2 separate regions of the Nothobranchius furzeri genome follow, and region 1 is linked to region 2. The links are chromatin contacts, called in public Micro-C maps. All regions are on one chromosome and are shown on one strand. The core of a region is the stretch at or near the end of the contact, and the rest is flanking DNA. Distances in the headings are between cores, read along the strand shown.

The links. Hi-C and Micro-C count contacts between places; a contact is called where the count stands out from the background.
Region 1: a contact with region 2 is called in a Micro-C map of tail fin, with 8 times the contacts expected there. The contact joins two enhancer-like sites. A contact is called at or near these places in 2 of 2 Hi-C or Micro-C datasets (skeletal muscle and tail fin).

What each region holds. Positions count from the first base shown.
Region 1 is chr12:63,136,600-63,144,050 of NfurGRZ-RIMD1, forward strand. No RefSeq gene overlaps it. Among protein-coding and RNA genes, the nearest start is that of socs1a, 15 kb to the left of the region's middle. Within about 2 kb of position 5,787, at least 1 of the 3 cell types and tissues checked has an H3K27ac peak or open chromatin away from gene starts, as enhancers often do. A contact at or near this core is called in tail fin, where this site is marked.
Region 2 is chr12:63,054,327-63,061,643 of NfurGRZ-RIMD1, forward strand. clec16a (C-type lectin domain containing 16A) reads left to right here. Exons shown (of 23, transcript XM_054750661.2): 9 at 2,136-2,252. Among protein-coding and RNA genes, the nearest start is that of clec16a, 20 kb to the left of the region's middle. Within about 2 kb of position 4,270, at least 3 of the 3 cell types and tissues checked have an H3K27ac peak or open chromatin away from gene starts, as enhancers often do. A contact at or near this core is called in tail fin, where this site is marked.

The sequences.
Region 1 (7,451 bases), core at 4,537-7,036, 84 kb after region 2:
TTGTCTGTGAGGAAGTTGAGACTCGATCATAAGTCCGTGCACAATCACATCATGATCTTTATCTCAGCCCTGTGACTAAAATATTATGGCACCAAAGCGCGCGCACGCACGCACGCACACACAGTCCATGTTGTGATGTGTTGCCACAGGAACTCATAAAATCAAACAAGACGACAATACAAGCTGTACTTGCAGTTAATTTCTAAACAAGGACGGCAATGTAGACCCCTCTCTCTCTCTCTCTCTCTCTCTCTCTCTCTCTCTCTCTCTCTCTCTCTCTCTCTCTCTCTCTCTATATATATATATATATATATATATATATATATATATATATATATATACACATTATGTTATTTAGCAGACGTTTTTATCCAAAGCGACTTACAATTTATAACCTATAGGGCATGTTGTGATCTGTGGGGGAAACCGGAGTACCCGGAGGAAACCCACGCATGCATGGGGAGAACACGCAACTCCACGCAGAAAGGTTGCAGCCGAGTTTCGAACCTGCAACCTTCTTGCTGCGAGGCAACAGTGCAAACAACTGTGCCACCATGCAGCTCTATATATATAAAACATATAAATATTATGTATATATCTGTTTATTTATTTATATATATTTACATATATATATATATTATATACATATATATATATATATATATATAGAGAGAGAGAGAGAGAGAGAGAGAGAGAGAGAGAGAGAGAGAGAGAGAGAGAGAGAGAGAGAGAGAGAGAGAGAGAGAGAGAGAGAGAGAGAGAGAGAGAGAGAGAGAGAGAGAGAGAGAGAGAGAGAGAGAGAGAGAGAGAGACCCCAGGGGAAAGTACTAATCCTGTTCCAGAGGCAGAGCCCATTGAAGGAGAAATATTCATACTAAACATGGAATATTTTGAATTTTAAGAATTAAAGCCTGATTAATGTGAAAGTAATGTGTGTCATTTTGGATTTTGGATTACAAACACACTTGGTGGGGCTTAAGCTCTGTTTTCAGAGGAGCTGGATACACGCCAGATTGATCAAATTAAAGGAGGTTTATGAGGGACTGTTGGTGGGTTCCAGGTTTGGTGTTGATTACCAGAAGAGCTCAGCTCACTTTCAAACTGCAGCCACTTTCTGTAGAAGTTCTTGTTTCATTTAGCAGAAATGCATTTCTATTTCTCTACCATAACTTGCTTCTACTTCCTGGTTTGTGTCTCTGGGTTTGGTCTTCTGGTAATTGTCCTCAGCCAGCACCACACCTGTTCCTTATCACTCCTGTCATTATTTTTATGATCGTGGTTTTTTTAATTACCCAATGTCGTTGGTCACCTCCTTCTTCAGTTAGTTTAATTTTGATGTTAAGATTAGGATTAGGGTTAGGGGTGGTTTTGCTTCAGCAAACCCAGTAGTTGTATTCTACACTCCTCTGGTCTTTCATGTGTTCTCCTTTCACAATGACCATTAGCACGGTGCAACCAATCACATGCTACTATTGCAGAAAGAGTCTGGTCTTCCTAATTTAGTTATGATGGTTGGAAAAAGGAGAATAAAACGTTCTGGCAAACCTGCTATATGTGGAGAGGCTGGGGACACCCTGGACAGGTCCATCACATGGACACACACACACACACACACACACACACACACACACACACGCACGCACGCACGCACGCACGCACGCGACACGCGTTGAACCTACAATCTTCTAGCCATGAGGTGGTAGTGCTTCCAACTGCATCACTGTGCAACACGATTAAGAGAATGATGTAAGCCTGGCAAGCCATCCTATATATCGATATATAGGATGGCCAAGACCCATAGACAGAGCTCAGTCGTAGGGCGGGATCTAGGGTTGTCTTTCAAACTGTCTCAGCATGCTATTGGACAATGAGCAAGGTGACGTTCTCGCTGCTACAGATGTAAGTAAATGGAGCAGTCCAGCATACCCCATCAAAGAAGATGCAAATACATTATTTTTCTAAAAAAAACTTAAGTACTTTTATCTGCTCTTGACTCAAAAGGTAGTTTTTGAAGAGCACTACTCAGAGTAACTCAGCCCGACCACATTTTCCAAGAGCAAGGTTTGCTATTTTCCATCTACTTTTCCCAGATTTTAGCCTGGTTGGTGCACATCAGGGATGGTCAACTCTCTCCCCTTTCCCTTTGGGTCTCCTCCTGGTTGGACGTGCCTGGAAATCCTCACCAGAGGACATCCCAACCAGACGCCCGAGCCTCCTGGTTCCTCTCTGCTGCCATGAAAATTAAAAATTCTTTGTAAAGCACAATGCTTCCTTTTCACATTCAGAGAAATGTTGAATTGAAAGTATTGCCAACGTCAGCCGTTTAACTGAAAGGGGATCGTGCTGTGGCTGGAAGAGTCGCTGCCGGCCAGGTACACAAATCAGTGCTCTAAAACCATAAAAAGGAAATGAAAGTTCTCCGTTATCATGTAGACTTTGAGAAAAAGAGGATGTCTGTTAATGATTTACAGTGAATTGATTATAAAACCAAAATGTAACAATTCCTCAGAAAGTTGTTTTGCGTTTTGATTTATTTGTCAGTCGAACACCATCTCTTTAAAAACGGTGACAGCCTTATGACTTTACTCAGATCCCATTAGTCTGGGTCGGACAGGTACTGAGACACTGCTGCATTAATCATCACACAGACATCTTTACAGGGTTGGAGTAACTAGTTGTGAGAAAGTAAACTGGGTGAGTCACACGGGTTAGTCACCATGGGCTGCATCGACTCGTGGAACAATGCTGGTGTTAGCTGGAACGGGCCATGCTTGTTCCTGAGAACTGGTGTCCACTTCTTGTTCTGGAACATTTGAATTTGTTCATTCCAGACCTGTTAGTAGTATTACTCAGGAATTTTTGTATATTTACGTAAGATTTTTTTAAACGTTTTAGTTATTGATGAAATATTATTTGCTCTAAACATGGACGTAATTTTTTGGGGGTGGGGGGGTGGGGGGGGCATGTCCCCCCCCCCCCCCTGTTTCCCATTAGAGCATACTGTAAAGACACCCCCCCACCACCACCCCACCCCCGTGTCCCCCTCACTTCTAAAGTGAAAATTATGTCCATGGCTCTAAATATATATATTTTTATATTTCTGAGATTCTACACATCCAGAATGACTAGGTGAGGTTAAAGGTGCACACCTCAATACATCTCAGGTCTGAAGGTGTATGTGCTGGAACACGTCAGCTTCATTTCACAGTAATGTGAGAACGTCTAGCGGCAGAGAGGCGTGCAGACATGTGCAGTTACATACACAGTACCGGGTGGGCAGTAGCACTTGATTTTTCCCTCAAGTAAAAGTACAGATACAGGGGTAAAGAAAGACGTTACTTGAGAAAAAGTAAAAATATTGTGCGGGTAAGAGCAATGACTGTACATAAGATGGACAACCCCCCGCCGTGACATCACCTGTGGTTTTCTGAGGAGCCGCCCAGTGGGCGGTTCCCTCCACCGCCATCTTGACCGTGTCACTTGTCTCGTCATTCTTGAACAGTACAAAAGTGGGCAAAGCGGTAGAGTGGAGAGCGGTGCAGTGACGATGTGGGAAGACATGACACCCATCGAACTCTGAGGCGATGTAGCTACGAGCTAACTGAGCTAACCAAAGCTAACGAGGCATTTTTAGCCAGTAAAATGCAATTGAGCGACTCTAGCGTAAACACGCTGCATTGTTTCTGTGGTCTCCCTCAGAAAGCTCCACAGGTGGCCCACAGCCTCGCTTTGCAACGATACGAGCTGGACAGCCAGGGTGCGCCGCAGCCCCCATTCCACTGCTTCGTCTGCATTCAGAGATCCGCGAAATAAATTTGTTACCATGGAGGGAGCTGATACGCTTTGGATGGTCTGTGAATTACATCCGAACACAAATTCACAGAGGACGCAATTAATGGTCAAGTTCAGAAAGGCTGCTAATGCCATCTCTGACTCATCTGCTACCTGTCAATCAAAAGGACACGCCCCTAAGATTTCATCATTTCACGCTTTATTCACATCTAAATGAATAAATGACAAAAACACACCCCTCCTTCAGAGTTGTCATGACTGTAAACCGAAATAACTTTTTGAACCAGGCTGTAAACCTTTCTGCAGTGAAGCTGGGATTTTTGACATTTTAACGTGGGAACTTGCTCCTTTCTAGGTCCAGCCCCCTGTGGATGATGGGGGAACTGCAGTTTTTGTCATGGCCGTGTTTGCCTGCACCTTGGTGTCTGGCGCGGGCAAGGGAGTGCGCTGCCGGTCTCCATCAGACCAGGGGTGGGGATCAAACAAAATGCAAATTAAAGTAATTTTACTTTAGAACATTTTTTGTAAAAATGATGGAGTAAAAGTAAATAGTGGGCCTCAAGAAAGTTACTTCAGTAAAGGTACAGAGAGCGTGGTATAAAGTGGCTGTGAGAGTTTAAAGACTGACGTATCTGCTGGTGAGGGGCTCTGAGCTTCATTTGAGAGAGATGGGAGGAAGTAAAAGCAAAATTAAAAGCTTTAAAGGAAAGTAAAACTTGTGAGAGAGTCTTTTTGATCTGCTAATTTCTGGAGCGACACCGACGTCACACCAGAATCCTGAAAGTTTGCACCACCTGTGCAACTGTTGATGTTATATTTAGTCAAGCTTTCTCCTTTTAGTTTCATTCGGCCCCCTTGGAACGAAATTCTGTCTTGCCACGATTTGAGTTTTGAATTTGGGAATTGGGAAACAACCACACCTGGTTGCACACTTCCCTCTCCTTCAGCAAAGTGTCTCTTCCATTTTCTCAGTTATGGTAATGAAACTATCGAGCATCTTGTCATGAACCCCCCAGGTTCTGCCTCACGTTTCTGTGAAGTGCTGCTGGGATCTTCTGAGTGGATTAACCATGGGCGTAATTCACGCGGGGTACGCGTGGGACATGTCCCCCACACTTCCCATAACAGTGCCCTCTGTCCCCCGCACTTTTTTTTCAGCCGTTTTATCCGTTTATATGGGGAAACAACCAGGTGGGGTTCGGGTCCCTTCCTTCTCCCCCATCCCACCCTGACCCCACCCTGAGGGACCCACTGCCTTTTATTCTTTTATTCTTCAACCCAAAAATGGGGGAATTGTTAAAACTTACCATTCCACACTGAATGTGGTTACCTTGTTGGTGTCTGTTAAACCCTAGGCGAAGTTCTCGGGGGGGGGGGGGGGGGGGGGGTCATCAGCGTTCGGGGGACCCAGACTGGACAGAGCCTCAAAGGGACCACGGCCTTCGGCGGTGGCCCCTTTTGCTTTGTGGCGTTCATTTCCCCAGAAGACCCGATTTCCCTGAAACAGGAATAAGTGGTTTTAGAATAATCTGCTTTCTTTTGTCTTTTTCTGGGAATTGTTAACACAAGGGTGACAGTTTATCTTCCTAACTCTGCAGACTGTTCAATTCTTTACGAGTTATTGTTCACTTTGAGTGGCTGCATGCATGGTATCACAGCTGGAAGGTGGCCAGTATGTCTCTGTGTGTCTCTGTGATGGGCTAGACCTGTCCAGCGTGTCCCCACCTGTCACCTGATGACTGTTTGGAGATTGATACCAGGTCCCTGTAGCCCCAATCAAGATGAAGGAAACAATGTGTGGATGGATGTCAACTGTGATACCACCTGAATGTAACATTCCTACATTAACACCTCCCCCTTTTAGAGCACAACAAGCAGGTGGTTCATTTTCTCACGCGGCACAAGAATCCACAGCAAACATTATGATCTCTGCAGAGAATGATGAGTCAAGGTTTGCTTATCCTTACTGATGGTAAACTGGTGATGTCTCCCTCTAGTGACAGATAACAGTTCTGCCTCAGATCCTTCACTATTGTTTGTGGCTTTTGCAGCTCTTACCAAGTCTTTCCTCTGGCTCTGGGGTGGGGAACCCTGGTCCATCGAGGGCCGCTATCCAGCATATTTTAGTTTCAACCCTGCTTCAACACACCTGATTTCAATCAGCAGGTGATTAACGGGCTTCTGCAGAGCCTGATGAGCTGCTGAACAGGTGATTCAACCACTGAATCAGAAGTGTTGGAGCAAAGACGTGCAGGATACTGGCCCTCGAGGACCAGGTTCCCCACGCCTGCTCTAGTTCTTTATTGAATCGAGATCTGGACTTTTTTTTTTAGTAGCTCTTGGTTTGGGTAAACTTCTTGCTAGGGAACAAATAAACTCCCAAATCTTAGTTCTCTTGTTAAATAACCATAAAAAGTGATAAAAGCAGTTATGAAAAAGAAATAAAATATGTTATAGTTGTAGGAAAATGGTTTCAGATCGGTTTAAAAGGGTTTTGTGGTCTGTAGTGCCCTCCAGTGGTGTGGAAGTGAGTTGTAGAAATGAGCAGACCCCCTCGGTTTCGGATGGACTGGATTTACTGGTGATTTTATTTTTGTTGAGAAACTTGAAACCAAGAGTGAGTTACAGCAGTCAAATCTAGAGGAGATGATGTCATGGACAAGAAATGTGTCAGCATCTGAGGAGAAGAGGCTGGAAATACTTTTCAGATGAAAGAATGACGTTTTGCAAAGGTGGGATGGGCGTCGTTCCAAAAACAGTACAACCCCTCCAGGCACATCCACAGAGCATGCTGCTGCCACCACCGTGCTTCATCACGGGATGGTGTTTGTGCTGATCTTTACTAAACAACAGATGCAGTTTGATCATCAAACAGCTTCTTCCGGTTTACCTTGGAGATTCCCACTTGCCTTTGGATTAAGTCCAGATTAGATGATTTAATTTTTACCTGTTTTCTGCTGAACCAATGATCATCACCTATTTAATCAGGTGTGTTGGAGCAGGACATCAACAGAGAGGGGTTCTAGAGCATTTGTTCCCAACATTGTTTCCTTGATGACCCCCCTTGCCTGGGCCCAAATCAAGCCAGGACCCCCAACCCCAAAGTCTACCCACATTCCAACATTAAAAGTGATTGAATAAAAACTTGTAACGCTTACACCGAGCTGTTATGAGGTAGTCTGTAGGGATTTTATAAATGTATGTTTTACAAATATAATCTTGGTAACCTCAGCACAGACAAAACCTGCAGTCTTATGGGGACCCCAGGTTGGGAACTAGATGACCAGGGAAGCGATCTTCTCCAGGTAGTTTTCTCATTATGCAGCAGCTCCCACAGTTCAGAAAAGAAGGCTTGGAGCATCCGTGGACACTAAACCCAGGAGCAGGAGAGAAACCAGTGAACACAGAATGACTGAACAGAATAAAATCAGACTTGAACCACTAGAGGGCACTGTTTTACAACCTTGCGTCAAACCTTGCTGCAGAGAGAAGCCTGAAAGCAGAGGGAGGTCATGTTGGAGTGCTGTGTGGGAGTCTTTTTTTAGAATAAATTAGCCAGATGAGAGATGGAGATGATCACCAGGCTGGATGATTAAATCACCCTAAATGTTCTCCTGTTGTCGCTTCTTTCCAAAGTCATCCTGTCTGTTTTTATGAGC
Region 2 (7,317 bases), core at 3,020-5,519:
TTATCCGTCAAAGAAGACAAAGTGGGAAGTACGGGCATCTTTTGGATATTTGAAGAATGCCGAGAGACAGTTGATAGAAGACGGCTATCCTGTTTGCAGCACGTGCAGAAAAAGTGTCTGTGAAAGGCAGCAATGCTTCAAATCTCATGACACATCTGCGTGACCCTCACCCACAACTCTACAGTCAACGCAAGGCAAGCTAACGTTAGCGTTTTAGCTAAAATGTGTGATCCGAGGATTTGGGTTGAGGGAGAACGCAACGAGTCGCTATATAAAGCAGCCGCAGCGCCGCTACCTGCATATAAACCGTGTCGCGGACACCCCCATGTTGAAATGACGCTATGCATTACGGGGCTCCCAGGGGCAGATAAGAGTTGGTCTCTCTCCGAGAATAATTATGAATTTAACAATGATTACTGCCTGATGACATTTTCCCACATCTGCAAAGCTCACTGGAAGGACACAAACCGAGGACAATATTTTCCTGATATAAGGTTTATTACTCAAGTAAGGGTAAAAAAGTATCTGATTAGAAGGCTACTTGAGTACTGAGTATCATCTGGTCTAATATTTTTAAAATGATGACATCAAACAGACATAAAATAAGAAGTTATGGGCAAATATTGGTATTTTAAAGACTAAAGGGAAAAAATGTAAACAAATAAACAACATTGTTACAAAATAACACATTTTAGGTTAAATTTAGACACAAACTGAGGACAATATTTTCCTGATGTACAGGGTTTATTTAGTTGTCTGAAAATGTAACACATTTAAAAAAATTCCGTGATAATACCGAAAACCGTGGTAATTTTGGTCACAATAACCGTGAGGTTACATTTTCATACCGTGGCAACCTTACTACTGACCATAATGCATTGCAACCTGAGCTGACAGAGCACCTGCAGGTTATTATTTAACAAGTTTCAAACTTTAAAATCTACTTTTCTAGATGTGTTTAATGTAAAATGGATCCTGATCTCCTCTGCAGCAGCATTGGAAAATATTAAAGGACCAAACCTTCATGTCAGTGTAAACAAACAACCATTTGATTGCTGTGGCCCCAGCGTTTACGTCTTTGCGTTGACGCTACAACTGAAAACACACTTGTGTTGTACAGAAGTTCTAAATAAATGTGAGTGATGTTAGTTGCATTTACAGCTGCAGTATGTTTGCCAGTTTTATTGAGCCACAAGTTCTTAATTACCAGCAAACCGATGTCGTAGGCCAGGGAATTCAGCAGGAGATTATTTCTGCAACATGTAACTGAAAACTTGTGTAATGATGAATCATTGCTGAATTCCGATGGTGTTGAAATTGCAAAAACACCACGCTGTTCCCATTCAGAACACTAAATAGTAACCACAACAGGTGTGAACGAGAAAAGCACTATTAGCAGAGGAAGTGGGTGGGGGTTGTAGGGGCTGCAGGGGCCCCTTGTGGTGAAGAAGGATATTACAACTGATCCATTGCTTTTTACGAACAGCAGCACTGTAGTTTTAATTAGCTAATAAACTAATAAACACATGATTATCTGTAGGATGGCGATAAAACGTGTTCCTACTTAACCTTCTTATTAAGTTCCTGTTTACATTTGAGCTAGCGTTAGCTTAGGAGCTGCAGTTACAGGATGTTGGTTTAAAACCCCGACATTGCTGTAAGAGTGAGGCAGTAACTCATGGCAGTGCCGTTTTGCTTTTACTGGGGCAGATGATTAATGTAGAGTTAATTTAGTGGTTTTTAGATTTGTGTTGCTTTACATCCTGAAACGTGAGCTCTTGGTGGACATTTGCTTTTTATTTCACCAAACTTTTGAGGATTAACATGGTAAACATATATTTTGGATAATGAATTATTTAAAAAAAGTCCTGAGTGGAATAGAATAAAACTTGAATGTAAAACTAAGGTTTTGTGAATATTAAAATCAGCTTTAGGAGAAACGGTGTAAGAAGCTGTTCTTAGCTGCCACAATGAAAGTGAAAGTCTTCCAGTGTAAACATGATGTTAGCCTGCTGTTAACATGCACAAAATAATGTTTTTGTGCTTGTACTTATATCATTCTGTAAAACATTGCTGAATCTGTGGGTATTATGTTAATAGTTGTGTCAATTTTTACATTTTTGTATGTTTTTCAGGTGTTTCTCATCATCCACTACCAGCCTCTGGTCAACGCCCTGGCAGATGTCATCCTGAACGGAGATCTGTCTGCCTTCAGCTCCCAGACAGACGTACACAGCACCCACAAAAACATGGTAATGCACACACACACACACACACACACACACACACACACACACACACACACACACACACACACACACACACACACACACACACACACACGCACACACACACACACACACAAGCACAGACGTACACAGCACCCAAAAAAACATGGTAATGTGAAAACACACACACACACACACACACACACACACAAACACACACACACATACAAACACACACACAAGCACAGACGTACACCGCACCCACAAAAATATGGTAATGTGAAAACACACACACACACACCGCATCCACAAAAATATGGTAATGTGAAAACACACACACACACACACTGCACCCACAAAAACATGGTAATTTGCAAACACACACACACACATGCATGCACACATACAAACACACACACAAGCACAGACGTACACAGCATCCACAAAAACACGGTAGGTAATGTGCAAACACGCACATATGTACTCAGGCACAAATACAAACGTGTACACACACACAAGTGTGTGTAGGTGGTTGTGTGTTGGTAGGGTCACCGGGTTTCTCCATGAGTCACCCACATCAGTGGAAAAAAAACATTTTCTATTTTCGACTCTGTTTTTCTATTTTTAACTCCTTCCTTACTTCTCATTTGTCCGTTTCTCTTATTGGGACTAAGGATAGAACCGTTGGCTTTTATTTTTGGTTCCTGTAATTCCCCTCTCCTCTTTTTATCTCCTCTAGTCTCCCCCCTCTGTCCCCCTTTCTTTCCCCAGCTCCTTCCCCTCATTTCTCGTTTTCACACTCTCTCCTCACCCTGATTGAGTTTCCTTTCCCCCTTTGCCCCTCCCTCTCTCCTGATGTTCTGACCATCTGTGCAGGCAGGTGGGTGTGCTGAGGTAGTGAGCGTTTCTCAGAACACTTGTGGTTTTTTGTCTGGCGTGTGTTTGTGTGTGTGTGTGTGTGTGTGTGTGTGTACCTGTGCGTGCGTGGATGTTGTAAGAAGCTGCCTACCTTTTCAGTAAATGTAACTTGAGGCGTGATGTTTCAGCACCACAGCAGCAGACCCCCCCCCCCCCATGTCCCTGCGTTTGTGGAGGATGAAAGGATGACAACCTCTAAGTGTCAGAAACCGCTGACACGGTTTTAAAGTGATAGCTAACTGTTGACTCACTCACTCCTGATTGGTTAGTTCATTTAGCAAAATTCCACACAGTTAAAATTGAATTTTTTTGCTTTATTTAAACGGATTAAATAATAATCTGACACACTATTCATGTAATCTGCACTGATGGTGTTATGGTCTCATCTGCGATATGGGTAAATCGGTTTTCTGACTTGTGGATGTTGACTATCTCTGCCACATCAGATTTCTGTTATTGTTTGATATCTAGCAGACGAAAAAGAGGCAGGTGGTGGAAAAGGCCATGCTTCATTGCAGGTGGTAAAATGGCATTTCCTGTGTGTCTGTGATGTGGCAGGAAATTAGGTCACATGGTGGAACACTAACGGGTCTGGCTCACCTAACCCAGATCTCTTTTCTGGAAGAATCATGTTTTTTCTTCTTATCTCTTGCTCTTCTGGATGTTTTTTTTAAAATATATATATATATATGCAAATGCACCAGTTAGACGCATAAAGTCAGTGTATGCATGTGTGTGTATTTTTAATCTATGTTCTATGTTTTTTACTCAAGCACAAGCAGCTGTTTTAGGCTAGATCCCATGCGTAAAAAATCTTTCATCTGCAGTAGTTGCCCTATTTTGACTTGCTGCTGAGTGTGTGTGCATGGATTTGTGTGCATGCACTAGGCTGCGTTTGTGTGTGTGTGTTTGTGTGTGCATGCATTTGTGTGTATGTGCTAGGCTGTGTGCATGGGTATACATGTGTAGGGCATGCTCTCTGACCTCCATTAATTTCTCAGCAGCGGCTGAGGCTGAGAGAACAGAACATTGTCAGCGAACAACTGCGGCACACACACAGATACTAGTTTGTGGTTTGTATCTGACAGCATGCTCCGTGTGTTTTTAGCAGCAGCAGCAGCAGCTGCAGAGCAGTCCTACTCAGGCTCACCCAGCCTTATATACAGTGAGATCGTACTGATATCCGCTCAGCTTTAAGGAGTTTTGGCCTTTGAAGAAAACAGAAACAGGTCAGAGTTGAGCCGAAGCACGCTTAATTCTGTTAAATCTTGTTAGAAACAATTCTGTTAAACGCCTCTAGATGTTTCTCAGAAGGCTGAATGAAAAGAGTCGCTCTGATGTCTGTAAGTTACAAGACCCCTTTTCCTGTTAGGAGAACAAAGAAGTGAAAGATGAGAACCGTCGGGGGAGGGGGACTAAAGCAAGAGAAAGAAAACACGGTTGTTTTTAAATAACCTTTGTTTTCGCTTGATGCGGGATGCTGAGGTCGTTCTGGAGAGTGTGGTTGGTAGAACTTCAGTTTCACACTTGGCTGGTGTGTGCGTTCTTATCCAGTTGTTTCCTATTGGTCACGTTTGCATGCTTGTGTGTTAGTTTCCCAGTTAGTGTTTGCTCAGAAAGCTGAATGAAATTGGGCCACCCAGTTGTTTACCTGGAGCTTTTTAAGACATAAAATCACTCGTAACTGCATTAAGGCAAGTTTTATGGCTGTTTGTTCAGCTGCATTATGTAAATAAAATGACTATCGTTTTTCATTATGAGTGACAGATGCCCTTTCTTTTTTTGTATTTTCACTCCGTGTTTATCTTTGTTATCCATTTTTTGTGCGTTTCTCACATCGTTTTAGTAAAAAATTGTTTTTTACCTGACATTTTTCAGCTTGTGTTTCTAGCCGTCATCAGAGATCACCAGTTTTGGTGGCGTCACTTCCTTTTATGGGCAGGCAGTAGAGGGCGACATCGTCCTCTGCTGCCCGCCCACATTTGGAAATACAATACAAAAACCGGCAACAACTCAAAACTAGTAACACCAAATTCTTCAATTAACCATCTTAATACAAACTGTTCAAAAAGACCATCACAGAATGTTGCATAAATGAGTGATGTCTTTAGTTACCGAAAAGCCAGTGTCAAGTTTCCTTTACACAGAATTTAAAAGAGGTTAATACAAAGAACCCAAATTCACAAAGTTGCTACTAAACTAAACGTTTAACATAAAAACTAGGGATGTCCTGATACAATTTTTCACTTCCAATACGATACCAATATTGCAGCCTTCAGAATTGACCAATACCGATATCAATCCGATAGATCAGCACAAATCATACATACGTTTACCTGTTTCATAGTGTGGAATGTATAAAAGGCTTGATCAAGTGATATTACTCAAACAGAAAACAAATGCCAACAACAGTAAGTATAAAAAAAGACAAATTTTTTATTAACCTTTGGTTGCATAAACGTGAACAGCTGAGGTTAGGGACATAAGGATAAAAACACAATACTGGCCAACTGCTACAAGTTGAGTGTCTAACCCCCAAATTCCACTACCTCCGCTCCGCTCCGCTCCGACACGAACGCCGGAGCAAAATCGGTCCCGTTGTAGTCAATCAGAGCAATTCCACTACTGCGGCCGTTCTCCGGCAGTGCGGCGCCGTGCGCCGCCCTCTGTTCCGGCGTCCGGCAAAAATAGAATCGATCCTATTTTCGCCGGACGCCGGAGCACCTCCGCAGTCAATGGACAGAAATCACCACCGCCCAACAGGAAAAGGAGCGAGCACAACTTCCGTTTTTCACAATAAATCGATAAACAAAAGGCGTTTTTTGTTTCATATGCACAGGTTTAACAACTTTTAACAACTATCAATGGCGGCTGAAGTTTAAATGCACAAAAGTAAGCCATAAATACAGTTTCTACTATCAAAGTAGTCACACTTTGTTGATCCAAACACTGCTGATCTCTCAACACAAATGATGGGCAGATTAAACAGCTCATTTCGATGCTTCTCCCACACAACGGGTGTTTGGATCTAACTTCCGCGTTTATTGCTCGGACTGTATCGCAAGATCTCGAAAATCCCGCGCATGCTTGTTTGCCCCCCCTCAGGTCTCCGCACCGGAGCGGAGCCGTTGTAGAGCGGGTACCAGTAAAAATTGAGTTCGGAAGCGAGCGGCTGCGGAGGGCGGGGGCGGACCGGAGCGGAGGTAGTGGAATTTGGGGGTAAAGTTTCAGTTTCGCATGCTGCGAAAATCCTCATGCAATGTTTTGTGATCCTGCTTCAAATGCACGATGAGGTTGGACGTATTATTCTTCCCCGGTTCTGTTCCACCGTGGGAAACTTGTGCATGATAGTGTTGCCAAACTGTCTTTTTCGGACTTTAACAGAAAATACAGCCACATGGCCGATATTGTTCCTTGCTACTTTGCTAGCACACACCATTCTTGCATGCTGGATCTGGGGGCTGATGGATAGAATTGCTGGAATGGAATTTAAAGCAGAATGTACTGCTAATATCGGAGATTTTTGATGCAGTCCGATATAAGCCGATACAGTGTTTTTGGGCCGATATCAATATCGGAATGGGACATTCCTAATAAAAACTGCAGAGGAGACAACAGACCAGAGAGAGTCTCTCTAGTCTGTTGCTCCCTGAAACTAAGGAGTGGCTGGCTCTTGTAGCAGTGGCAGGGCTGATTGTAAGTTGGGACAGCTGAAGAGTCAAAGTGGAGGTAATCAGTGAGTGGTGCCATCTCCTCTCCTCTCTCTCACCTATAGGGGGAAACAAGAAGAGAATTAAAATGCAATAAAATAAACAAATGTCCCTGGGCCGTAACACCAAATGATCTGACCCCTCTCAAACAGACGAACATATTTTCCATGACCACCAGAATTGTCATTCCACATGGTTTAAAAAATGAGAAGCAACTCATTGCAGCAGTTGGGATTAAATAACTTGTTGCCAGCTGAAAGATAATCACCCATGCAGTAACTATCCAAAAGGAGGCTCCTACCTGTTTGCTTCGTTAAATGTAGGTGGTGACTATTTTTAACAAGGCAGTGGAAGTACATATACTCTCTTTCTAGTTTACTAGGCACACCTCACTAGTACCATCTTCAGCCCTTTTTTCCCCCAGATCTTTAACCATCACATGCTATTGGATAGGCCTATGG